Regions from separate parts of the Mus musculus genome. Here all the other regions are linked to region 1. The links are chromatin contacts, called in public Micro-C and promoter capture Hi-C maps. All regions are on one chromosome and are shown on one strand. The core of a region is the stretch at or near the end of the contact, and the rest is flanking DNA. Distances in the headings are between cores, read along the strand shown. Region 1 holds the start of Tpd52 (tumor protein D52). Region 2 holds the start of Snx16 (sorting nexin 16). Region 3 holds the start of Zfand1 (zinc finger, AN1-type domain 1). Region 4 holds the start of Impa1 (inositol (myo)-1(or 4)-monophosphatase 1). Region 5 holds the start of Il7 (interleukin 7). Region 6 holds the start of A930014E01Rik (a long non-coding RNA gene). Region 7 holds the start of Fabp5 (fatty acid binding protein 5, epidermal).

Region 1 (3,676 bases), core at 345-2,844:
TTCCAGGTCCCTCTTTTCAATTACAGACTTCATTAACCCCACCACCCAAAAGCACGCTCAGCCATGCTGGCTGCTGTTCTAACAGAGAGCACTGAGAAGTGGCCACACTAATAACGCAGCCGGCAAGAACTAAAGGATGCAGGGCATCTTCCCCAGTCCCTGCTGGGGACCCTGCCACTCCGCCCACTCTCAAGCCTTAATGACAGCCCCACCGTCCCCACTGTGAGCCCTGCTCTGATTCACAAGCCCACAAGTTAGAACTAGGTCATCCCCCCTCTTAAGTGCTGGGTAACGGGGAAGCCCAGAGATCCCACATGGGTCACAGGCAAGGGAAGTGTGAAAATGAGAAGAAAAATGCTTTTCCCATGCCCTGTCTCCCACAGACATTACTAACAGCTTCCAACTTCTAGAGGGCAGTGTTAGCCTGAAACTATCAACATATGTGGGTTTCTGAAAATCCAGACTATACCTCAAAGGTGGCTGCTATAACCAAGCACTGAAGCATGCTGTGTTAGCACACACCTGTGCCCTGCAAACGTCCAAACCCCCAGCAGCTTGGATCAGAGGTGCCACAGTCTGTCCTTCACTGTCTTCTAGGTTTCCCAAGCTCTACTGTTTAAAAAGAACAAAACGTAACCAATTCTCCACAGTAAGGAAATAATTAACTTCTTCTGGGAAAGCCAAGTTGCTTCCTTGACTCTGACAGAGGAGTTCATTAAGCCATCTCCTCTTCTTGGCAAGCAATAGGATCCTTCCTGCAAGCTGGGAAGGAGGCTGTCCCCACTTCTGCTGGACCCTATGTGGGGATCAATTCAGACTGTCACAGCCTGGTTTCCGCCTTGTGAACAAATCCGTGTCCCACATGGGAAGAAACAGCTGCTTCCAAAGGTGTGGTGGTTTTTCATTTTCCCTTTTGGAAACTGTGAGGTGTACATAGCTATTTGTCTACATGGCTTTTGGTCTCCCAAGGGAAAACCCAAGCCTATCTTCACCTTGATACTTGTGGTGTTATTGTAGCACACTCACCAGGCCCTTGAGTGTGGTGAACGGTTTTGAATGCCTAAGCATCCTTTACTAAGACACTGCCTAGGCAGATTTTAAAACTGTACCCACTATTTGACCCCAAGACCCTCCGTGTCATTCACCATCACCGCACATCCACAGACCTCTAAGGAGCATAGAAACAGACGGTGCCAACTTTAAAATTCATTGTCCCACTCTAAACAGTTAACAACCAAAAATAACTTCCCATGTTGAAGAACACAGCAGAGGGAACTCACTACACAAATAGTTACCAACGTTCTGTGTAGGTGAACCAGGCGGCGAGGTGTTCCCGCTTGGAGAGAGGTAGAGGTAGTTCTTGTTCACTCCAGAATCAAAATCAAAGGGGGATTGGTAATCATCAGCCAACTCCATATCTCTGCACTCCATGCTAGCTGAAGGCAGCGAGCAAGGCGAGCATGGCGCTGCGGCAGCCTGGGAGCCCCGGGCTGAGGGAGATCCGGCTGACCTGTGCAGCCCAGGTGAGAAGAGGAACCGGGCTTAAAGCCCCGCCCAGCTCCGGCCCAGAGGAACCGGGCTTAAAGCCCCGCCCAGCTCCGGCCCAGAGGAACCGGGCTTAAAGCCCCGCCCAGCTCCGGCCCCGGCGTGGCTCCGGCTCCCACGAGCAGGTCTGTAGTGACTCCTCCCTTAGGAGGGCCCTAGTCACCACCTGTCGCTAATTCACTGAACAAAGAATAACCGGGGCAGAGGGAGTGGCCTTCCCTCTGTACACAAAGGAGGCCCCCCACTCTGGAGCCCCATTCAGTTGTACAAACACTAGACACTAGCAGGAATATTGTTTAAAATACAACTTTTTTAGACCGGTCATCTGACCACATCGTCGGCGGGGCAGACTTAATCTTCTAGGACAAGAGAGGATTATCTGTCAGTAATCTCCCCGAAAATGCCATCTGGGTGATACTTTTCTTGCACCCTATATTATACAGGATTCTGAGAGCTTGGCATCCCGTGTTTAGCAAGCAGCCTTTTAAGCAGAACCTAATACAAAAATAAAGCTAGACCCATCATCCTTTTTTTTTTTTCTAAAGCAGAATCTGAATAACTGTCAAACAATTTTAAACTGACTCTTTGGAAGAATGAGGTTTTCATAGGAAGTAGCTGGAAGGTGCAGGCAGCTCCCACCGCTTCCGGGGTGGGGGGTGGGGGGGCTGAAACTCCCACAGCTGGGGGCAGGGGGTGTTTCAGCTCCTTTGTTTAAGCAAAGTCAGGCATGCCCTCAGGGCTCTACAAAGAACTTGTTTCTTTGGCACACCCTCCAGGCAGAAAGGGAGCTGGCTGGTAAAACTTTACAATCACCAAGTCCACTTCCTCCATCCCAGGCCTCCAGAGACCCTGCTCATGCTCTCTCCATGGCTATTGCTGTGACCCAACAGCGCTTGCAGGCCCTTGGTGGAACTAAGTTAAAAGGAGGAAATAGGTCAAGCCAGGCATGGTGGCTCATGCCATAATCACATTACTCAGAAACCTGAGACAGGGGGATTGCCATGAAGCTAGCTGGGACTTCAATGAGAGACCCCATCTCAAAAACACAAAAACAATACATAATCTCTGGAATCTATTTATAGTCTCTGAAATGTAAGGCCTGAGCTTTCTATTGTGTTGTTTGTGTGGGCTCGAGTTCATGTCAGTAGGAGTCAGAACAGGTTGACAGAATCCCCTAGGACCAACACGCAGTTATGACGCACTATATGAAGTCAGGGAACTGAACCTGGGTCCTCTGTAAGAGCAGTAAACAATCTTAACCCAGGGCCATCTCTCCAGCCCCCAAAAGCAAACCATTTTAATGATGAGCAGAAATTCCAGTGTATGACTAGTCTTCAAAATCTCTAAGATGATCCATATTCATCTCAATTTATGACTGATTCTCGTTTCTGTTCTTTTTAGGTAGTCGTGTGTACTCTAGGGAATGCCTTTGTCTAATTTAAACTTTTTGAGAATTTATTTTTAACAAAAATATTTATAGTTTCCTCCTTAAAGACAACAAGATTTTGGCAGTTACGAATGCTTGCTGTTTAATTGAAACCATGAATTGTCACAAAGAGGTGCAATGGCTCATCCTTGAAATCCCAGACCCAAAGAGGCTGAGGCAGGAGGACTACTACAGCTTGGGCTATGTAGTGAAGCCCTGCACAGAAAGGACAATAATTCTGTTTTCTTTCAAACGTCAGGTTTTCTACAGTCCACTACGTCATTCCCTCTGACAGGGCCCAGTCAGAGTTAGTGGGAAGGTCTGTCCACTGCTGTTCTAGCCTCCTTCCTATGGAAAGGTCACCTAGCTCTGCCACAGACACACTACAGCCTCTGGTGACATCCACCCTGCATCCTGTACCCAACCTGCTGTACTGTATTTTCTCTAGCTGAGGCCATGCACCATCCTTCAAGACCATCACCTCTTCTCAGAAGTCTTTCTAGTTCCCATCTCCCATCTCTCCCCCACCCACGGCACTCACCTGTGAAGAACTCTCTGCCAGCCAGACCTCATGGCTACATTTCTGCCGGCCTTATCTGAATATGGGACTTATAATCAGTGGAGAATAAAAACAGCCTTATTTTTAAATATGAGGGCTAAGAATCTAAGTAACTGTCTTAAAGTCTGACCTGCTAAAGCCCCTTT
Region 2 (3,676 bases), core at 407-2,906, 1.5 Mb after region 1:
TCTTTTCTTGACCCTTATGATATACATATTTCTTCTTTTTTTTTCCCTTTGGTCTACTTTTCTTTATTTTTTGCAATATTCATTTTAAATGGACTTAATCCTAACATACATTCAAACATATTTCCTGTCTACTCCCACTCAAAAAATGGAAGCAGAAGGAGAAGTTTTGTCGTCCTGGTTGTACTATATGCAACATAGGAACAGAAGAAGGAAAAAAGTCATTCATTTTACTTTTTTATAGAATTACTGAAACTCCCAAGGATTTACACAGGCTAATCATAGTCAGTCCGAAGTTTGATTATTACTAAGGAATGCTCTTTTACTTTGATTGAGATTTGCAATGCTATGCATGCATTCTAAACCTCTTCCTTAAAAAATATGTTAATTTTTAGGCAGGGTCTTACAAGGTTGTTGCCTGTGAACTTGCTAAGTAAGTAGCCTAGGTAGGTTTGAACTTTTGATCTTGCAGCCTCCATAGGTGCTGGGATACACACCTGTACTACCAAGCCAGCAACAACTGTCTTGAAAGTAACATTTTTTTTTAAACTTAGCATCAAATATATTTCAAATGCAAACTTGGTAAAGTTAACGAAAAAAAAGGGGGGGGGAAGGTATCAGGTTTACAGTCAATCAAATTAAATCATTAAAAGTTTTGCTTTTTGATTCTAGATTATTCATTCTCAATAACCTAAGGTCCAAAAGATGGTTATATTGTATGTCTGAATAATTTTGTAGAATAAAGAAGTAATGACTTACCATTACGACGTTAAGTAATAAACTCAGAAATGTTAAGTAGCGACCAGGAGAAATGACAGGTCTATTTATACACAGCAACAGGGGGTCTACCAGCCCAACTTTATTTACTGTCCTCTTAGCAAGCTGTCCCCTCTGGATGTAGGAAGTTTAAACAGGGTGTCTAACCTCACGCGGCCAGTGCAACCTTCCTTATTGTGGAACATTCAAGAAACTTGAGCTACGGACTCACCCCTTGGGTGAATCCTGACCCCCACCCCGCACCTCCCCAGAAGAACCGCGCAGGATTCTCGTAGCTCCGGCGCTGGCCTCTGACATCTGCCACCTGAGGCCCCGGGCTGCCAAGGGCGGCCTCGGGGTGCGCCCGGGGACTTCCACCCGCGGGAGCGCCGAGCGGCGGAGGGAGGGCGTGTCGCCTTCTTCGGGGGCGCCTGACCTCGTACCCAGGAGGATGCTCCCGCGCTACCTGGGGAGGAGGGTGACAGCACGGTGGCGGAACGCAGGCCCGGGGAAGCTGGCAGGGCGACGCGGTCCGCGCGGGCCGCGAGCCCTCAGGCCGGGCTCCCGCACCTGCAGTCCTCCCGGGCCAGGCGCGCCCAGGGGTGCGGCGGGGTCCAGGCTCCCCCGCGCCCCGCAGCCTCCCGCGCGCCCGCCCGCCGTCCAGGCGGCAGGTGTCCCCGCGTCCTACCTCGGCGCGCTCCGCGACCCCACGCCGTCAGGGGAAGGAAGGCGGCTCCTGTTGGACTGCGGCGGGTCGCGTCCTGCCCGGGCACTCGGACTCCTCACGTGACCCTCCGCCCCGGAGCAGCCGCTCGGTGCCTGGGCACAGCCACCCAGCCAGGTTCCCGCGAACCGAGGGAAGGGACGGCCTCGAGTGGGAGGGGGAGGTATGCCGCTCCAGGAAGTGACGTCACAGCACGGCACCGCCCCCGGAGGCCCACACTGGGATTGCTGGTCCCTGTCTCTGCAGTGGCCCGAACAAATCTAATTTTATCACAGGGAATCGACAGTTTTTTTTCCACAGGCTTTATTACTAGGGAGTTTCTGAGAAATGGGGCTACAATATCTAGTTTGCCAAGTAGATGAAGAGAAGACTTCAATTCCCAGAAGGCACTTTGGCTAGCATAAGTTCGGGCTAGAGCTTTGCATCATGGGACTTGTAGTTATCACTGGTTGGGGGGGGAGGTCTAGAAGGTTAGTCATTTTCCATAATTAGCATTTCTTTGATGGATTGACAACTGATTTGAAGAGTAGGCAGATAGAACACTATTTTATTGTGTATTTGTCCCTGTAATTTAGGACTATGGTAAAGATTCCTGAATGCCTGAATTTCTGAATTTAGCCCAAGTGAAAACAGTATTAGGCTGCTTAGATTTGCTAATTTGAAAACCTTTAGTGTTTCAGCAACACTATTATTTAATATTATATATCAAAGTTTACAGAACCATTTGTCAGTACAATCGAGTTGTCTTATTTAAAGATCATTCAATGATTTCTAGGGCTTTGGAGCGATACCTAGAAGGGGAAAATTGAGAGTGGTGATTCCAAAATGATAATGTGATTTCTGACATAGGTGTAGCTTTTATTGGAGAAATAAGTATGAGATAAACAGAATTCGTTGAAAACATAAAGATATTTTCAGGATGAAATTGCCCTTTTTGTCCTTGAATTAATATAATTGAATAAAGGGAAGAAAAAAGTAAGGCAAAGAAAAATGAACCTTGGAATAGTTTTCTTAATAGGGCTCCAGGGGCCAAGGAAAGAAAAGCGCTCAAGAAATAAGAGTGTACAGGTAGCATAGTTTGAAGAAAGATGAAGATCTTGTAAAGGTTGTTGGAACTGTTTGAGTAATTTTTTTTCAGATTATTGAGTGGAACATAACAGGATATACATATATACAAACATATACATATATACATATGTATATATCGCATATTTTCTGGTATTGATAAATGGCTAGATTTTACTTTCAGGAGATAACTAGACATTTTTAGTAATCAAAGAAGAACATTCTGTGTGTTGTCAGATAAGGGCTACAACATAATCTATATATACAATATAATCTATATATATACTGGCCGGTTCCTACTTATAGACTTTTAGTTTACACTCTATGCAGTGGTCCACAATAGAAATGAACTGTTTACACAGCTTACAGAATAAGATTATTTTTCTGACTTTTGTGTTGTGTACTTTTATGTATGTATAATAAGAGGGCATTTGAGCTCACCCAAGGTATCGTTAGACAAGATGCATAGCTTTTATCAGCCTGAGGTGATAGTGGGGTGAGCGAGAAGATGTAAAAACTACAGGATAAAAGAAGCATTTGAAATGGAAAGATATATTATTTCCCCTCCTAAGGAATTGCTCTATCTTCTGTACATTTGGCTTCTCTTGTGGCTAGGTTTATATCCCGGTTTAGATACATTTTTATTAAGCTGGATTTTTTTTTCAAGTAGCATATTTGATCCAACTTGTGTCCAACAGGTGCCTCTTTCCAAAGAATTAAAATGGAGGTGTGGCTGAGCAAAGGCATAAGATTGATGCCACAGAAACTAATGTCATAGGAGTATCTGTGGTGAGAAGTCTGGAAAGCCCCCCTGCTAATTTCTCTAAGATTGATCCATTCTTTCTCCCCTCTTGACTTCCCTTAGACTCTGTGAAATAGCCTAGTGAGTTTTTCAACATATTAGCCTTTTGCTTAAATACGGTCAAAGATTGTGTTTTAGTGTAAAAACCAAAACTGCAAGTAACACAGGCAAACTGAAAACCAGGAGTGGACACAGACAGGAGTCTTACAATTATTTAAATTGGGATGAGGAGATGGCTCTCTGGATAAAGCACTTGCTGGGCAAGTGTGAGGACCAGAGTTCAGTTCCCCAGTACCCACAAAGAACAGCCAGGAGTGGGTGTGCGGGCATGC
Region 3 (3,676 bases), core at 314-2,813, 1.4 Mb after region 1:
ATCATAATACTGTGAGCTTCAATTTCATGCCAAGAAATTAGAGATATGTGTCAATATGTAAACTCAAACACATAATCTGCAGAATTTTTATACTTTTTTAGATTTATTTTTCTTATTATTGTGTGTGTGTGTTGTGTTTTCTTGTTTGACACAAATGGAGGGTGGAGGATAACTTTTCGGGAATCAGTTCTCTCTTCCCACTGTGATTTTGAGGCAGGGTCTGTCTTACTCCTGGCTAGTGCCTCTGAATGAGGGTCCTGCCTACAGCCATGCTCCTGTCTGAGACACACGCCGAGGTTTGGATTACAGACTTTGTCACTGGCCCATTATGTCACTTTCAATGGGAAAAATTGGTTGTGTTTGCTATTTTGAGACTTAGAGGGTTCAAGCAAGTATTATATGCCATTCAAGGTAGCCCAGGAGGAAGAGTTATGATTAAAATAATTTCTTAGCATCACATATCCCTACTTAACTGCACCCCCTTTCTGCTAGTCCAAGAGATAGGCCTCATCTTAATAACACTACAGATATGTGAAACTGGAAAGGATGAGCTATATCACAGATGGTAGATATATTTAGACATACTAGTAAATCAACCTGACAAGATGTATATAACTTAACAGTCAAATTCAAATAGCCAAGCTTCCCTAGGAAAGGACTACATGGGGAAAAAAAACCAAAAAACAAAAACAAAATTGATCTGCTGAGTGAATGGTAAAGGACATATACAACAACACGTCCTGTCTTGCCTTTGCTTAGTGCAGGCATCACCTACTGCAGGAATCCAGGCCAAACCCAAGAGCTGCATTCAAGACCTTGTTAGGAACTAACAGAAGCTGCAGCATGAGGAAACCCTCTGCTCACATTTGGAGTGCGATCTAACAGACTGTGAGCCTGACGCTTTAAGGACTTGCCGGCTATAGGAGTCTAAACACCCTGAACTTTGACGCATACCACCAGGGCCTATGTTTATGACAAGGTCTACCATTACCATAGTATTTATTAAACCTTCCTAAAATGTGGTTTACTGATCTGCAACTAATAGCTTAAGTTAATATTAGAAACACCAAGACGTCTAAAAACCTGCGAACACACTGCTGAAAACTGATGCTCTTCAACGCATTTGTCAGACAAAAAAATAAAAAATCAATCAAGAAAAAGCCTGGGAAAGTGGATGCTCCACGGTGGCAATGGTAAGGACCGAGGGGAACTGGAGTCCTGATCTAAGTCGCTTCGCCGACCAGGGCTTCTTGAGCAAGGCCATCTGGATACCCCGAGGAGTCTGCAAGGTGTGCATTCGGGATCTGCGTGCAAACCAAGGGAGCCACAAAGTTCGCCCCTACACCGAGGAACAGTAACAAAGACACCACCAGTATCACCCTGGAAGGTCGCTCACGCCCCGCGTCCTCCCTCACCCGCCGCCACCGCCCCGGCCGTCAGAACCCGGCCCAGGTCTCCCGCGGATGAAAATGGGGCTTCCAGCGTCACCTCGCTGCCGGCAGTGCTGCACCTGGCAGTGCTGCCCAATGTCCAACTCCGCCATCTTTCCACCGCCGCAAGGGCAGGGGGCGGGGCAGCGCTGGGAACGTCAGTCCGGAGCGGGCAGGACCGAGGGCGGGGCGTCCTGTGAGGTGGGTGGGGCCTGTAGTGGGGCAAGGCGGGGCTTTCGGGGGCGGGACCCCCGGTGGGGTGGGGCGGGACTCCGCGATGGGGCGAGGCGAGCATGCGGGGCGGGGCCCACAGGAGAGGCGGGGCCTTGAAGACACTTGCGCGCTTCCTGGAGGTTCCAGCACTCTCCAGAAAGAGAAGAGACTTAGTAGAACTCAATTCTTGTAGCTGAGGTTCTCGGGCTCAAATTTGAGAAAAACCTAGCTCCTCTTTTGGAAACTGCACTCGCTGTTCTCTACATTGAGTCTCCAAAATTGAGAACTCCCTCACGAAGATTTCTTGATTTCTTAAGTAACTGTATTCCCAGGAGCCAACAAAGACCTGGCAAGAAGGAGCTAAAGGAGTCTGCAACCCTATAGGTAGAACAACAATATGAACTAACCAGTACCCCCAGAGCTCATGTATATGTAGCAGAAGATGGCCTAGTCGGTCATCATTGGGAAGAGAGGCCCCTTGGTCTTGCAAACTTTATATGCCCCAGTACAGGGGAACGCCAGGGCCAAGAAGTGGGAGTGGGTGGGTAGGAGAGTGGGGGGAGGGCATGGGGGACTTTTGGGATAGCATTGGAAATGTAATTGAAGAAAATACCTAATTAAAAAAAAAAGAATGCTAGCAAAAAAAAAAAATGTTATAGCAATCAAGAGAGGTACCGGGACACTGATTACTATATTGTCTTGATGTTTTAGTTTGAAGTAAATGCCCTCACCATGAAAGCATTAGGCTTTTGTTTTTAATTTAAAGGCTTCTTTTAATTATTTGTTAAAATTCTAGTAAGGAAAAAAAAAAATACATGCAACTAAAGTGTACATCGCTCCTCGGTTAGGAGAGCACACTGCAGAGGCAAGCTCCTAGGTCATAGGATGAAGGGAGCTGTTTGATGTCTGACGAGCCTCTTCATTAGAACTAAGGGGAGGCCTTGCCTTGTAGGTGGGGTAGGAAGGGATGTCTTTCTACTGACAAGACACTGGACACAATCAGAGTGGATGAGTGACAATCAGCTGCAGACCTGAATAGTCTCCCATGTGACTTAAGGGTACTCAAATGCTCTCCTGAAGAGTAAAGTGAATACAATTGCCACACACCATACTTTTTCAGTGCATTCTGGATATTCGAACAGACACCACAGGCTTGGGCAGCAAACAGTTTTTTCAGAGAGCTAACTCCCAGCCCTTGCGATTTCTTGAATCTAAGGCTCAGCAACTTACGTTTTACTAATGTTGGTACAGTCAAGCAACAGTAGATTTTCTAGAATGTTACCGTGACTGAATGTTCTAAATAGATGGCAAATATATATCCCACCAATCCAATCAGAACATTTCTTTTTCAGCTCTTGGAGATCTCATAGCAGCCCAAGACTAAAGTTTAGCTACTCCTATCCCCGAGTCTCCTTTTCTGGTTTTTTCTTTAGATATTATTTACCAAAATCTATCTCTCCATCTATTTGTGTTCAACCCCTTTGTTAAATATATCCTCACTGATGAAATTCCAGTGATAAATGAATCAGAAACTCCTCTACCTCCATACTTAGTCATGACAACTTTTTTTAAAAACATGAGCTCTCGGGCTGGTGAGATGGCTCAGTGGGTAAGAGCACCCGACTGCTCTTCCGAAGGTCCGGAGTTCAAATCCCAGCAACCACATGGTGGCTCACAACCACTCACAATGAGATCTGACTCCTTCTTCTGGAGTGTCTGAAGACAGCTACAGTGTACTTACATATTAAAAAAAAAAAAAAGAACAATAAATAACAATAAATAAAGGGGTGGATGTAGTGCACACTTGTATGTAGTCAAATATTCATACATGTAAAATAAAAATCTTTTAAAAAAAAAAAAAAAAAACATGAGCTCTCCATTTCTAGCAGTCTGTTATGAGTACATGCTCTGTGTTATTTGACAATAAAACTTAAGTGCAAAATGAAGGCTTTTTTTTTTCCTGTACCATTCCATTTCTAACTAAAGCAGTCTACTGCACTAGGAAGCACAAATGCATGCCCAAACCTGCCCTT
Region 4 (3,676 bases), core at 452-2,951, 1.4 Mb after region 1:
ACGTATGCTCAATTCTGATGGGAAAGTTCCCTGCTTTCCCTTACCACGTTTGAGAGAAGAAAACTCTATGTCTAAAAGCAAAGGTGCCATTTGCCTCCTAGACTTCAGGCAGGGGAAATGTGAGCAAGTGACTTGACAGCTTTCTGCTGACCTCTCCAGACTCACCCCAGGCTTGACCGCACTAACACTAACGTGGGCCCCTAGCCCAGGGAAGCATGGAAGTGCTCATGCCCAGGAAAGGTGGCCGCTCTGCCTGCTTCCCAGGACAAGTCACACCCTGTGCTTCCCCTGTAAGAGCGTCAGGTACACGGAGAAGCGCAGGGACACAGAGCAGACAGACACAACCAGATGCTGCTGGCTACGGCTTCACCTTCCTTCTTATTGATATAAGGTGGGCTTCAAGCTTTGAGCATCCTCGCTTAGTCTTCAGAATGCTGGTGGGATTACAGACATTTGCCCTCACGCCTAAGCGCCTTTTCCTGTGATCCAAGCGTCCAAGCAAGCATATAAAAGGCGCTTTGAGTTATAGAATAAACTCCTTACAGCTCTTCAAGAATGCTTTCCAAACTTGGTCACACTTGTTCTTACTGCTCTCTTCTATTCTGTCACAACTGGACATTCTTGGGCTGGGCTTGCCTCCTCACCACTTGCTTCCTCAAGCCACTCACACTTTACCTTGTGACAACATGAACAGAACACCTCCTGACTCCCCAGGACTGTTTCAAAAGCCATCCATCGAATCTTCAACCCAACAGATATCAAGCAATAGACAGTTGCAGAAAAACTGCTGTTGCTATGCAACATTTGGTCATTTATAATGCATGCTACATCTTCTTAATCAGTTCTAATATTCCTTGAGGAAAGGAGGCTGATAAATAAAAATTTCTGAGGTGCCCTAAAATGTAGAGGTCCAGAAGAGGGAAGACACAAGGGAAGTTAATTAGGTAACAGTTCTCTGGGGTTTGTTCTGGCTTTGTGGAGCATGGTGGGGGGCAAGAATAGAGACTTTAAAAGCCTGTGCCTTGAAATTCAATTATAGCGTTAGCTCATCAGAGGCACTTTTTTAGCTTTGTTGCTGGTAGTTTACAAAATGTGCCCCAAGTCTTGGTCCATTTCCTAGCTGATATATATTAATGGCTCAATAAACCCTTTTATTTCAAAGACCTTTGCTTCAAGACTTGTTTTCACGGGGGTCATATTCTATCACCCTCACTTTGGGAACAAAATCATACAGACTTAAAATTGTTTCTATCCTATACAGGCCCCGCTCCCGACGCAGGACATCACCGGACCTGGTCTTGTTCACCCCTAATCCTGTAAATTCGTGAGCCAGGGAACTTGCCGTGTAGAGCCCTGAGGGCTTGGGCAGAGCCGGGCTCATTCTGCGACACAGAACCTCAGAGATCGAGGACCGCCTGGCGAACCCGCTCGGCTGTTTCCGGAGCGCTACGGAGAGCACCGCCGGGAGGAGGGCCCGGCAGGCGCCCCGGCCCAGCATGGGGAGAGCTTGTCTGCAGCCCGCACAACCCCCCGCCTCGGCCACCGAATAACGCTGCACGGAAGCCAGGGACAGAACCGACTCACCTCGCGCGAGCGCACCGCGATCGATGCTCAACCGCCGGCGTCCGAGGGCTCGGTTCTTCGGCTCTTCCGGAGGTAACGGGGATTGCTCCGACAGGAAGTCCCGCCCCATTAAAACCCCGCCTTCACGTCTTCGCTCAGACTGGAGGTGTAAGCCGGGCCGAATTTGCCTTTGTAAGGGCTGGTCCGGTTGAAGTTACCGTGTTCTGGCATTCTCCTGCATACCCTTTCTTCTCTAAGAATCCCGTTTTCAAATCTCCACTTTTGTCTTTATTAGTTTATTTTTTTATTAGTTTATATCATATATGTTATATATTAGTGAAATTAAATATATATAATATATTATATATTATATATTAAATTATATATAAATTATATTAGTTAAATTTCTTTATTAGTTTATATTTTCCCATTTCCCATTCTGCTCTTCGGCTACAGCTAAATTGGAGTTGTGACTGTCATTGGGCACTCTCATTTGTTAAACCTGTAAGCCTAAAGGAGATTTTTATTTTTATTTTTTGCACCAACTCTCTTCTCCATAATTCACTTAGATACAGGTTGTTTGTTGTGGACTTGACGGCGGCAGGCAGTTGCTCTCCGCACCTGCAGCCCTCAATACTAAGGACCATAGGCTTTGTAAATACTATACAAGCACCCTGTCTTTGAGCCGCTTTCAAAGGCGTCGATTTTTAGCAGTGTTCCATTATGTAGCATAGGTTGGCTTCTGAAGTCTTTGAGCATCCTGCCTCCACTTTCGGGCTACAGGCACCTGCCACCACACCAGACAGCACTTGTGCTCTTACGTGCTTAAACATAAGTGTTAGAACGGTTTCATGAAGAGTCCCTGCACAATACAGATGAGGAAAACAAAGCTTGGAGAAGTCAGGGGATTTGTCCCAAACTCACACAACAAGAGCATAGCACCCTGACTCCAAAATCCGCAGAGAATCTTCATGGCTCAACCACTTGCTCTGGATGACCAACAAAGGCTAGTTTATGGTTCTTAAAATGTTTCCTCACGTGGAACAGTACCATGGTAAGTATGTTACTTTTAAGTGGAACTCTATCCAGATGACCTACCCACAAGATGACCACAATGCCCTGGCATAATTACTTGTGAAGTGATTGGTTCTCAGGAATCAAAACAAGAAATTATCAACAACATGTAACATGTCTCAGAGATGAGTGGCAGGGACAGCAAATCGGATTGATAAACCCACAAAGACAAAATGAGTCTACTCTTCTGAAGCCTGCTGCCTTAAGACACTGATGTGGGTGTCTATCACATACTCATGGTTTTTTGCTCTTCCACAAAAGACCTTCAAGAGCTTGGTTTTGGGGTCCTCTATTATCAGTTGTTTGAAAATAAAAATCTTATCAAATGCATGCTGTATGAGTGAAAGAGCCTCCCCTGACATTGCAAAGCAGGACAGATGAGGGACCAGGTATCAGATGTCTTTACATTAAATGATCGCTAGCTTCCTCCATCAGATGAGCAGGACTCCATGGGGCTCATTGCAGCCTCTGCTGCTTCTTCCTTGCTACAGTCAGGTAACTCAGCACAATCCATTCTCCTGCCAAGTGCCTGCTGAAAGCCAAGCGCACAAAGGAGTCTGATGTTCTGATTCCGTTATAGCAGCACTGACTGCAGGCTGGTGTCACACAATACAGAACCCTGTTGCTGAGTGTGTGGAGGTGGCTCTGATGTCTATAGAGACCTCCATACATGACAAGAAGAAAACTCTAAGCACACACAAACATGTACACTCACATGACTGCACACACACACACACACACACACACATACACTGGGGTGGGAGGGGTTCTGTTCTAGTCACTTAAGCAAATGCTAAAACTTATGTGGTGTCCCAAAGTTCACTGGAGAATTATTGACTGAGATTAAAATGGTGGAGTCTCCATAAGCCAGGTGAGCTACTCAGGAGTAGAGTCTATCTCCATGTTATTCAATATGGTTTCATGATTGATGGAACATAGGTAGGAGCTGCAAACACTGATCAAAATAAGCTAACATTCTCTGTAGTGTTAACAGGTTCCAGATCATTAGAATATATATTATTATCATCATAGAATTGTT
Region 5 (3,676 bases), core at 653-3,152, 1.4 Mb before region 1:
GAAAATAAGGCATGTCCGATATGGATGTATCTCAATGGGAAAAGCCTCCTCGTTTAAATTACACCTTTGCTTTTCCTTTGTCCTTTTATCTCTCCAGGTTGTAGGTAATCCAAGGGTTAAAGTGAAAGGCAATTTCAGAACCCAGGGCATTGCAAAGAAGACAGGGATGCGGTGTCTCTAGCTGTACAGTGAGCTCCTGCAGGGGCACCTTGGCAGCCTTCCATCATTTTCTTGGGCAGTCTCTCAGGTCTCCACATCTTTTATTTGGTTTCTGATAAGTACTCCCTCAAATGTTTTTGGTTCGCTAGTACCTAAGAGAGGGGAAGTAATTGTACCTAAAACAGTGGGCCGGAAACCAATACAATGGTTTGCAATGGGGTTGCAAAAGGAAAGAGCCTTAGGCTAGATCCTGCACCTCCATAGGTTCTCTTGCTTGAGGAAGTATTTAAAACACCTGCATTCCCTTAGGTAGACCTCCTCACACTCCATTCTGTTCTCATCTCTATTAGTTCTAGCTACAAATGGATTCCAGCCTCTGTCAATTCTGTTCTTGTCCACTTTAAATCCTTACTTATTTAAAACTAATGCAAGCCTATTAGATTTGATCAGGGAGCTAAGAATTTGTACTCATGGGTACTTAAAGTTCTGCCTCCCTTAAGTAGCAAATATATAGAAGGAAAATAAAATCTGGCCTTTTGCAATCTCAGCCGCAGGACTTGGGTTCCCAGCAAACAAGTCAACTTACAGCCTGGATCGGAAACTCCCAGACTTACTGCGGGGAGAAGAGGGGGTTTTCCAATGATCTGTCCTTTAGGGTTTAAAAGCGCATCCTGGGAGCGACTCTTTCATTCTCCATGAAGTTCTGAGCTGCGAGAGCCCAGCAACGCCCTGAACCCAGGCAGCCTGTGAGTAACTGCACAGCCAGGAAGCCAGGAAGGGCTGCATTGAAGAGGTACTGGCTAGGGACAAAGTGGCTGAAAACCACTGACTACTGAGTCTTGACTGCAGGGGGCCACCGCGTCGCGGCTCCCGCACTGAAGCTCTGGGTCTGGGGATCTGAAAACCGCCTCGGGAACTGTTCCTCCCCGCCCGCCAGGGTTGTACGCCCAGGTGCCAATGGTTCTGGGCAACCGAGCTCAGCGCGGGTAGTGGCTGACCATGGGAGAGGCCAAGCTCTCAGCCTGTCCAAAGTGCAAGGCCGGGCTATTCCCGGACGTGCGGAGGCGCGGGGGCGGGTGGCACCTCCCGGACTGTCCCAGAGTCCCCGGCGCGCTAGGCGCACCTACTTGTGCGCACCAGAGAGCAGCGCTTACCATGGAACATGGTCTGCGGGAGGTGGGTGTAGTCATGATGACTGGGACTGCAGCAGGAGCCGGCTCTCACCACCCATAATCACTCCCAGGACCCCGGTCATCCACCGGGTGGCCGCAAACCGGTGCTGGGCAGGGCAGTTCAGGCAGCTGACTCCTCTCACCCACGCCACGCCTGGTCCATCCATCCCAAGAGGGGCCGCATGCATCACCGGCCACCCAGGCGCTCTGGCTTTGCCATAACTTCCGTAGGATCTGCCGGCAGACTAAGCAGGGTACTTTCAGTTTCTACTTTGCGCTGGGTCTTCAGGTTCAATGTTTGGGTTTATACCCTCAGCGTCTTCCCCAGTCACCTGGACCAGGATCAGTGGTTGCTGCGAATTGAAAGTAGCTCAGGAGAAGCCAGCTGGCCTTCTGGATCAGAAAGATTCGGCTAATAGGCTTTTCAAATGACTTCTAACCTCTCTGGCAACTCTGTGAGACTGGGAGCTAAAACCGCTGGTTACTAATATGTCCACAGAAGCCACAAATGTGCAGCAGAGAAAGCTCGCTATTGCAAGTCAGTTCCACTGAGGAGGCGTCGCTGCTTCTGCTGCCGCCGATGTAAGTCATCTTAAAAAAAAAAAAAAAAAAAAGGAAGTGAAGGATGATTAAGAGGGTCACGCCCTCTGCCCCTCTAGGTTCTCTAGTTTGTTTTTTTTTTTTTTTTCCTCCCTGTCATCTGTGCAATGCACCTGCTCAGGTAGGACTTTAAGAACAAATAATTCTTGTGAGTCCATCCAGTCTAGTATGTAAGTGGTAGCTTCAGAAAACCAAAACTCGTATTAGTTGGGGGCACATAGAAGTTCTGCATAGTAACTATCTCCCACAGTTATCTCCTGACATAGCTAATCACCATTGTGATTGTTTCATTAAAGTGTTTTGTTTTGTTTTAATAATAGGCCTGAATTACCGAGGGGATTCCTGATTTAGTGTTGTTTCTTATAATCAGGAGAAACACTGCTTAGGTGAAGGCAGGTTGTGCAAACCAGTAACAAGAGAGATCTGAGATCAGGACCATATCTCTCATATATCTAGTATTTGCTCTATGCCAGGACTCTTGGTCAGGAATTTACATGTATTTTGGCATCTGGAGTTTTCTGCCGAGGCAATCTGTTTTCTTATCTGCAGTTGAAAGATACACATGGGAACAGAGGCTTCCTTAAGTAACAGAGCTAAGTTCACGTGGCTGAATTTGGATAAAAAACACCTGCAGGCTGGCTTCAAAGAGTCTGCTTGGAATCTCTTGTGGAAGAGAACCTTGTAAATAATGGAGGATACAGTAGACTAAGAAGACGCCCTAGGGTGGTGGGTGTGCTCTTAACGCTCTGGGGAACCTCAGAAAGGGGTCTGGAGCTGGCGGTTCCTAATCGGACATCAGGACACGAGCTTCAGATTCTGTCTGTTAACAGTGAAAAGAGGCAGAGAGGTACTGTTTGTGCATTTAGAGTGTGGACCATAGGAGTTCTAACTGGGCACTGGCCTGTGGACTCTGCAGGGACTCTCACTTTCCACATTCAATGTAAAACCTGTTGTCTTAGTGCACTTCCAAAATAAATCCTACCCGGTGCCTGCAGGGCTGTTTAAACACCTCTCTGTTGTCTCTCTTGTTGTCATCCTGCTCAAAGCATCAGGAGATTTGACAGTACTTGTTATCTTCACTGCAGCCCTGGTCTCCAGACAGCTCCCATCCACAGAGAAGGGCTATCTAGAATAGGATTAGGCTCCAGCGTTGCAGTATGACAGGATGGAAGAGAGCTACTGTGGTGAGAAAGCATTTCAACGATGGAACATGGAAAAATGTCCACCAAAAAAAAAAAAAAAAAAAAAAAAAAAAGGAAAGAGAGGAAAGAGAAAGAAAACAGGGAATTGCTGGCAAATGAAATCAGGAAACTGAGCCTCTCAGGCACACATTTCCAAAAATGTCATTGGAACTCAGATGTGGAGAAAAGCAGTAGACAGAGATGAGGCTGCAGGGGTGGTTAAAGACTAACTCTATAAACATGTCTAGGTTTGTGGCGGCTGTATTAAACTCCCTGACCATAGGGTACACGTAGGTGTACAACTGCTCACATTCTATGCTTTTTTCCCCCCACCTGTTGTTGGGCTTTTCAGAGGAGAGTCAAAGAACATCCATCAAAAGAGTGCGAGAGGGGAAGTCTGTCTTCCTTCCTAGTACAATCACCAGAAAGGCTTGTGCATAGGCAACATTGGAGTAAAATGAGGCGAAAGTATCTAAAGTTCCAGGAAAGGAGAAGTAAATGTATTTTACAGGACTCTGACCCTCAGTGTTAAGAATGTCTTCTGAAAAGAATATTTAGAAAGCA
Region 6 (3,676 bases), core at 813-3,312, 1.3 Mb after region 1:
CGTGATGCCTTTTGGGGTCACATACCAGATATCCTGCATATCATATATTTGCTTTACAATTCATAACAATACCCAAACTAAAGTTATGGAGTGTCAATGAAAGTGTGTGTGTGAGTGTGTGTGCGCGCGCGTGCATGCACTCTCGGGGGAGCAACTCTGAGCGCAGAAGAAAAACCCCTACAGATCCTTCTTAAGTATCTACCACGTGCAACGCTAGACCCAGGGGAACCGTGGCAATTGCCTTGAGGAGCTCCGAACTTAATGGGAGTCGAGGGTGGTGAAACAAACATCCCAGCACTTGGGAGGCACAACAGAAAGGCTACATGAAGATACTGTCTCAATTCTTTTTTGATTAATTAATTAAATGAAAAGGACAATTCATCTAACACAAAGAAAACTGTCATAAACTAAAAGAAAGTGTTATTAAGAATTACTAAGCGCCTCTGTGACTCAAATTTGCACTTTAACTTTGTACGATCTTTACTGTTCTAGTGTATGTTGTATACGAAGACACTGAAGTCCAGGGAAGTTTTAAATAACACCTTTCCAAGGTCCTATAAGCTCAGGCTGCCATGGACATAGTGATTCTCCTGCCTCTGCCTCCTACATACTAGGATTACAGGTCACTACCACCACACCTGGAATCCAACAAAGACCTCATGATTTTTTTGTTTTCCTCTTGATCTTTTTACTTACTGGAAAGGCAGAAATAGAGCAAGTATCAATTTCAAAAGCAAACTCATTTTTCTCTCTCTCTCTTTTTTTTTTTTTTTTTTGGTTTTTCGAGACAGGGTTTCTCTGTATAGCCCTGGCTGTCCTGGAACTCACTCTGTAGACCAGGCTGGCCTTGAACTCAGAAATCCGCCTGCCTCTGCCTCACGAGTGCTGGGACTAAAGGCGTGCGCCACCACGCCCGGCTCCATTTTTCTCTTTTATGTTCCAAAGATAAACAAATGGTTGGACTTAGGAAGAAAACTTTACAAAAATTTAAATATGTGATTTTAGTGACTAGAAGATGTGTAAAGTTTCCATGTTTTCTCCCTTAAGCATTCCTTGTGTTTACAATGAGTTTGTAATACTATTCTCAGTGTGTTTTATTTAGACTATATACAGAATTTCTTAGACAACTTTTATGCATGCAGCTGGTAGGTTACCTGTGCAGAATAATAGCAATACTTGAAATAGCTATTTGCTACTAACCTGTGTACCTGATGCAATGTCGTCTCCCTAAACTTGACTCATCTAGCCTTCACCAGCCCTGTAGAAGGTGACAGAGAGGACTTCTAATCCCAGAGGTTTTCTGCCTTAATGTGAACACTTGTGATGAGCCACCTGCATATTCATCCACACACACACAGTCCTTGCTTCCTGTCCTGTGCATATGGAGTTTGTGTTACCTTCTCCATGAAGGGACATGCCACACAGGTCATTTAAATCCATGTTTACAGGCTGTGGTCAGTCATGCTTGGCTCACAATGAACTTTCACTTCCTGAAAGCAGAGTATCTTATGCCTATCCATACCCATGATTTCTGCCCTTTACAAACAATACTGCTCTTAACTGACTTTAACACATATAACGATCTCAGAGTTCAAGCCTAGCCTGGTTTACAGAGCCAGTTCCAAGACTACACAGATAATTTTATCTTGGAAAAAAATGGAAACAAGACAAACAAAAAATTGTAGACATTTTGGAACCGGGGAAGAAAGGAAGCGTCCGTGTCCCGAGGAGCTTGGAATGAAGGCCATGACTTTCCTGCTGCTTTCCTGCTGAAGCTGCCATTTTCCTGCTGTAGCTGCCATTCCTCTCCAAGCAGCAAAGTAGACAATGTCAGGTGTGAGTTGGTGGAGCAACTAGAAATCATGTAAGCCTCATGAGAACAGAAACGCACTCCTTAAGGTAGTTGCTTGGATCTGCCTGTGTCCTGGGCCCTGAGCCCCATCGCACCTTCTCTCAGCCCTCAGGCACTTAGTGGTATAGTATATCTTGCTCATATTTACCTTACCTGGGACTTTAGAAGTAGGTGTGTGTGGGCTCACCACAGACACGAGTTATGTGCAGGTCAGGCCACTTATAACCCGAACTTTAGGCTGAACTGTGTTTGTTTTGGCACTCATTGCACAGTGGCCTTCGGTGAAGGTTGGATCTTTTATCGTCACCATATGCCCGAAGCCATGCTGCAGAGTTCTTGGCTACTGGTTCTTTTACAGACTTTTGAAACAAGGTTTCACTTTGTGGGCCAGTGTGGACTCCAAGTCATGATTGTCTTGCCTCAGTTTCCCAGTGCCAGGATTATAGACATGCCCCAGCACAGTGGCTCTACTTCTGCAATTGTAATACACTTCAGTCCTTGTCACCTGGCTTGGCACATGAGCAGCTTGTGAATGCGGTTACTGAAATCCTGTTTGACAGTCCCTGTAAGGTAAGGAAGGATCTCTCTGCACTCGGAAATTTCACAACAAAAATTAATTTTTGTTTGGTTTTCCGATTTGAGAGTAAGCAGCTGTTACAAGCTTGATCAAAAACCTCTCCACAGGCTCATGTTTTAAACTCTGTTCCTTATCTGGTGTCACTATTTTTGGAGGCAATGGAGGCAGACCTTGGCTGGAGAATTAGGTCACTTTGTGTGGGTCACTGAGGGTAACTTCCTGGGCCCTGGTTCCTCCACCGTGTTCTCCCCCTCACTAAGCCCACCACGTCTTCTTCAACTTGGTGGATGAAAACTGAAATTCAACTAAACCTCTCCCCCCTTAGGTTGTTTCTGTCAAGTATTTGGGCAAACACTGCAATGTTAATTAGTCCAACAACGAAACACGTGGTGAAATCGGGGTCACAGAGGGGACAGCAACTCAGGGGAAGAGACCTGAGGGGCATGTCAACAGGCTTATGGTGGGGGACAGAGCACACAGGGTTTAGCAGCCACTGTACTGTATAAACACATCAAGACTTAATCAACAGGACATTCACTACAGGCACAGACACAGACACACACCACACACACACACACCACAAAACAAACAGAGACACAGACAGACAGGCACACACACATACACTCCACAGGGTTCAGGAGAATAAGCTGTTATTAAATGAGGTAATCACTCTTGGGTTTTCTGAGCTGCATTAAAGGTTATCACAGGCTCCCTTTAAGAGAGAGATGGAGCTAGACGTGGTGGTGGCACATGCCTTTAATCCCAGCACTTGGGAGGCAGAGGCAGGTGGATTTCTGAGTTCGAGGCCAGCCTGATCTACAAAGTGAGTTTCAGGACAGCCAGGGCTACAGAGAAACCCTGTCTTGAAAAAACAAAAACAAAAACAAAACAAAACAAAACAAAAAACAAACAAAAAAAGAGAGACAGATGGAAAGTTTCACAGAACCAAGAAGGCCATGTGAAAACAGAGGCTGGGCTACTGAACCCAAAGCCAAAGAATACAGACAGAGGCCATTGGAAGTGGGAGGAGGCAAGAGACCAGCTTCCCATGGAGGCCCCACTGAGAACACAGCCACCAGACTGGTATTTTAAATTATAGTGATAATAATGCACTTGAGTTTTCTGGTCTTCAGAATTACATGATTGAACTTTTGGCTGTTTGACTCAAACAGTTTAATAGAATTTGCTACAGGAACCACAAGTGACTAAAACAGATTATCTAATTTTTTTTTTTTTTTTTTTTTTTT
Region 7 (3,676 bases), core at 503-3,002, 1.0 Mb after region 1:
AGGTCATTCCACACACAGAAGGGAACTGATGGCCTCAGTCAGTGGGATGTCGCAGCTCAGGACACATCAATATATGTATGGCCTTAGTAGAGAATGTGGCACTTCATGTATGTATGGCATATTTTGAGCTGGTCTGAGAAGCTGCAGGCCTTTGGATAGCTTTGAAAGGACGTACTTTAGACAAAGAAAATCATAAGTATAAATTGTCGTGCATTTGTGTGTGTTTGTGTGTGTATGTGTGTGTGTTTACGGGCCTGCATGTGTGCACATGTATGTGGAAGCTAGTAGTTGACATCAGCTGTCTGCCACGACAGGATCTCTGACTGACCCGGAAGCTTGCCAATGCCGGGTGGGCTGTACCAGGGAGCTGCAGTTCTAGGTGCAGACACAGCAGCAGCTTTTGTGTGGGTGCTGTGGATCTGAAGGAGTCTTCCATCCTGGGTTCACTTCCTCAGCTGCAGGGCAGCGTGACTGCAGTAAATTCACTTAGAGTTATTGTATATATCCAACCTAGTAAAAAATTATGGCTCAGCTGCCCTCAAACAGACTTAGGACATTTACATTGGCCTGTGGTTGGGCAAATTATCTAATACAAACCTGAATCCTAACAAAGCATGGACTATCACAGGTGGCTTACTAAAAATGACACTGAAAGTGAGGATCAGTAACTGTGTAATGACAACTTCCGCAAGGGTGTTGGCCACACCTGTAATGTCAGCATGTGGTAGCTGGAGAGTGATGGTCAGGAGCTACTAGCTGCATATGGAGTTAGAGGCTAGCCTGGGCTACATGACCGCTCCATAACCTTTACTCAATTCCTCTTCTCACTGTCTCATAAAATGTGCTCCCTTTGTCTCCCTGTATCTCTCCCTGCCTCCCCTCCCCACACACTCAGATTCTGTGACTGGCGATGGCATCTAACTGTCAGCGGATTGTCCTTGGAGCCTTATGTTTTGTGGGACTTCAGTGCATATCAAAGTGATAATTTTTTTTTTATAGTCAGTATATTCTAGGCAATTTACTAATTCATAGCTGGGCCAGCCACCCTCAAAGGATGGAGGGAAGTAAAAGTTTTGATCCCTGATCGGGGAATAGAAGCTAGTAAGATTTTTCAGGAAGTGACAGTTACCTAAGCTGAAACTTGCTAGTGTAGTGGAGAAAACAAACTTGTAGAGCATTGTAATCTCCCTTAGAGACTGCTGCCAGGATTGTCTAGCATGCACAGACAGACAACCAAGAGGCCCCAGTGAGGCCCCAGGAGGCGGGAGGGTGGGGTCAGAAGGTTCTTTCATGAGGGAGTAGGATGTAGGGCTAAGGAGATTGCAGTTTATTAATTCAGTAATCAGCCATTCAATTCCTATAGCGCCAAGCGATGGCTAATTTGTTCCTCCCAGGTACTTATCAAAAGCAAATGGAGGCGGCAGGACAGTGGGACCACGGCGCGCAGGCTGTCCTCAGATGGCGCGGGTGGGGGTGGGGGTGATCCCTGGGCCCACGGGACTGTGCCGCAGCTGTCACTAAGGGAGGCACAGGGCGCGCCAGACGAGTCGCAGCTTGCAGGAGCTGCGGGAAACGTGACGTCCCAGTCCGGCGCAGCCAGGCCAGGGTGGCACCTTCAGACCCCCCAGCACAGCCCAAGGCGCACAAGTCCGGGCGTGGCGAGGGGCGGTACCAGGCTGAGGCGCGCCTCCTATTGGCTGCCCGACACCACCCCCACACCAAGGACGATATAAGCGCAGATGGCGCCAGGAGCGGAACAGCGCCCTCGCCACCGCGTCTCTGCTGCTTTTGTGCTCTCCCTCCCACCATGGCCAGTCTTAAGGATCTCGAAGGGAAGTGGCGCCTGATGGAAAGCCACGGCTTTGAGGAGTACATGAAAGAGCTAGGTGAGATTTTATCGCCGAACCCCTCCCTGGCTCCTCATCCTTGTGGGGATGTGTTGGTTCCCTTCCACCATGCGATCGGGGGAGCTGCAGGGAGCACCTTGCGGCAGTTAGGATGGAGTGCCCGCCTTTGTCGCCGGCTCCGCACGTGGTGGGTCACCCCGCTTCTCCCCTTTTCTGCTTCTTGCCCCCGAAGCAGCCCCTCATTGCTTCCGGCCCTTCACAGGTGCGTGCCAGCGGTACTGCTGTGAGCCCCCTACAAACAGCCCCTCAGTTGCCTCTTAATGTTATCCCCACTTCTCTTCCTATCCTCACCTGTGCCACCGTCCTGCCCCATCATCCTCCCCTGGCGTGGCAGCACTCACTCTCCTTTTCCCTTTGCCCCATCTTTTGTTCCTCGATGGCGCCAGTCCCCTCCACCCCATCTCCGCCTCAGAGAGGACACCGCGTGGTAGGGCGTGGTTTCTGCAGAAGCTCTTTAGAGGCTATGAATGATGCTGCTTATATCCCTTTCTCTGCAGCACGTCTCAGGTCCTCTCCTCGCCGCACTGGCTAGGCGTGGCGCCCGCGGCGCTGCACGGTCGACAGCTGGTGGCATGTGGGCGAAGTGCGGAGACATCCATTGTGCATGGTTGTTGTCTTGCGACCGTTCTGTTCTACTTCTTTCTCTTGATTCTGGAGGGTGAGGAGCAAGGAGACTTGGGCCTGGCTGGAAAACTATAATCAGAAACTGCTGTTGCTGGGCCGTGGCTGCCAACTGCTACAAGATGGGTGTGGCTTTGCAGCAAGCACTTGCTCCTTAAAGCCTAACCAGAGAGTGGGCAAGGTTCAAATTCACCCTCACTGGAAATAGTGCCTCGTTGTCTGTTGCCAGTTTTGCCTACTCTTAAGATAGGGATGCATTGGTAAACACAGAACAGACAACGAAATCGACACTTGTCACAGATGCTAGGAAGTGGGATGGGGTTAACGGAAAGGTACTCTCTCGGAAGAGGTACTGCTGGTAGGAGGAGGCAGCTTCAGGCGCTGCTGTTCACAGTATTCCTCCCTGGTTAAGAACCAGCCTTAATTCTTTTAAACATTCAGCACACTATGGGGCTAAGTCTGGCTCCTGATGAATCCTGTTTGTGCTAACGCTATTGTCAGAATGTGGATGCATTAGGGGTTTGTGTCTTTCCTTGTCCACAGTGGAAAGCCGCACAGGTGTGAGTGAGAGCCAGTAGAGAGCACTGTTTGAAAGCAGCTGGTGTTTATGCTGTGAGTGGCTAGTTCTCCAGATTGTGGCCTTAGGAAGGTTATAGGCCTTACCCATAGGTTCTGGGCAATGTAGAGGGGAGCACAGCAGAAGACTCACAGGGACACGGGAGCCTGGCTGAGCATCCTGCTTGGACGAGTGTCTCCTTTCTTGTGAAAGTATCCCAGGTTCCTTATGAGTGTTACCATCAAGGACACGGACATAAACCACTGCATAACCCAGAAATGTGGAACTCCATACTGTGAATAAACAAACCACACAGCATAAAAGTCAACCAGATACTCAAATCGTACAGTGTTTCCAGATAGCAGCACGTCAGGTTCCTAACATACAGAACAAGCCTTACCATGGAAGCTCACATGGTCACACAGCTTTGAAATGTTTGTTCTTTCCCTGGGTGTGTTTTCCCTCTACTTATTGACACCAGAGGCATGCCACTCACTTAAAATACTGTGCTGTTTGCATTGAAAGCTTATTTTAAAGCATCTACCAACTGTTTTTTTTTTGTTTGTTTGTTTGTTTTTTTTTTTTTTTTTTT

The links. Promoter capture Hi-C pulls out the DNA fragments that hold promoters and counts their contacts. A called contact is a pair of places that touch in the nucleus more often than the background predicts. Capture Hi-C pulls out chosen DNA fragments and counts their contacts.
Region 2: a promoter capture Hi-C map of liver shows a contact between it and region 1, with 3 times the contacts expected there. The contact joins the promoter of Snx16 here to the promoter of Tpd52 in region 1. A contact is called at or near these places in 2 of 39 promoter capture datasets (liver and pre-B cells), 2 of 484 Hi-C or Micro-C datasets (CD4 T cells and CD8 T cells), 1 of 115 datasets of contacts at active chromatin or transcription factors (pancreatic cancer cells) and 1 of 9 other capture datasets (liver).
Region 3: a contact with region 1 is called in a promoter capture Hi-C map of pre-B cells, with 8 times the contacts expected there. The contact joins the promoter of Zfand1 here to the promoter of Tpd52 in region 1. A contact is called at or near these places in 1 of 39 promoter capture datasets (pre-B cells) and 1 of 115 datasets of contacts at active chromatin or transcription factors (pancreatic cancer cells).
Region 4: a promoter capture Hi-C map of pre-B cells shows a contact between it and region 1, with 6 times the contacts expected there. The contact joins the promoter of Impa1 here to the promoter of Tpd52 in region 1. A contact is called at or near these places in 4 of 39 promoter capture datasets (3T3-L1-derived adipocytes, liver and pre-B cells), 4 of 115 datasets of contacts at active chromatin or transcription factors (T-cell acute lymphoblastic leukemia, astrocytes, large pre-B cells and 1 more) and 2 of 9 other capture datasets (liver and macrophages).
Region 5: a promoter capture Hi-C map of liver shows a contact between it and region 1, with 4 times the contacts expected there. The contact joins the promoter of Il7 here to the promoter of Tpd52 in region 1. A contact is called at or near these places in 1 of 39 promoter capture datasets (liver) and 1 of 115 datasets of contacts at active chromatin or transcription factors (bone marrow-derived dendritic cells).
Region 6: a contact with region 1 is called in a Micro-C map of palatal mesenchyme, with 4 times the contacts expected there. The contact joins the promoter of A930014E01Rik here to the promoter of Tpd52 in region 1. A contact is called at or near these places in 8 of 39 promoter capture datasets (the 3T3-L1 cell line, the C10 cell line, the HPC-7 cell line and 4 more), 1 of 15 datasets of contacts at CTCF or cohesin (large pre-B cells), 10 of 484 Hi-C or Micro-C datasets (B cells, the G1E-ER4 cell line, LSK cells and 5 more), 1 of 115 datasets of contacts at active chromatin or transcription factors (large pre-B cells) and 1 of 9 other capture datasets (liver).
Region 7: a promoter capture Hi-C map of pre-B cells shows a contact between it and region 1, with 6 times the contacts expected there. The contact joins the promoter of Fabp5 here to the promoter of Tpd52 in region 1. A contact is called at or near these places in 4 of 39 promoter capture datasets (the HPC-7 cell line, hippocampal neurons, liver and 1 more) and 2 of 115 datasets of contacts at active chromatin or transcription factors (astrocytes and large pre-B cells).

What each region holds. Positions count from the first base shown.
Region 1 is chr3:8,962,552-8,966,227 of GRCm38.p6, forward strand. It overlaps Tpd52 (tumor protein D52), which reads right to left and starts at 1,595. Exons shown (of 6, transcript NM_001025262.2): 1 at 1,296-1,595. The coding sequence starts at 1,431.
Region 2 is chr3:10,438,474-10,442,149 of GRCm38.p6, forward strand. Snx16 (sorting nexin 16) reads right to left here and starts at 1,657. Exons shown (of 8, transcript NM_029068.4): 1 at 1,442-1,657.
Region 3 is chr3:10,349,754-10,353,429 of GRCm38.p6, forward strand. It overlaps Zfand1 (zinc finger, AN1-type domain 1), which reads right to left and starts at 1,564. Exons shown (of 8, transcript NM_025512.3): 1 at 1,489-1,564. The coding sequence starts at 1,543.
Region 4 is chr3:10,329,738-10,333,413 of GRCm38.p6, forward strand. Impa1 (inositol (myo)-1(or 4)-monophosphatase 1) reads right to left here and starts at 1,702. Exons shown (of 9, transcript NM_018864.6): 1 at 1,585-1,702. It overlaps Slc10a5 (solute carrier family 10 (sodium/bile acid cotransporter family), member 5), which reads right to left. Exons shown (of 1, transcript NM_001010834.2): 1 at 1,997-3,676.
Region 5 is chr3:7,611,858-7,615,533 of GRCm38.p6, forward strand. It overlaps Il7 (interleukin 7), which reads right to left and starts at 1,903. Exons shown (of 5, transcript NM_008371.5): 1 at 1,314-1,903. The coding sequence starts at 1,323. It overlaps Gm16685 (predicted gene, 16685), which reads left to right and starts at 848. Exons shown (of 3, transcript NR_168341.1): 1 at 848-952.
Region 6 is chr3:10,295,884-10,299,559 of GRCm38.p6, forward strand. It overlaps A930014E01Rik (a long non-coding RNA gene), which reads left to right and starts at 2,063. Exons shown (of 2, transcript XR_387546.3): 1 at 2,063-2,422. It also overlaps a transcript of Fabp12 not described here.
Region 7 is chr3:10,010,833-10,014,508 of GRCm38.p6, forward strand. Fabp5 (fatty acid binding protein 5, epidermal) reads left to right here and starts at 1,753. Exons shown (of 4, transcript NM_010634.3): 1 at 1,753-1,886. The coding sequence starts at 1,808.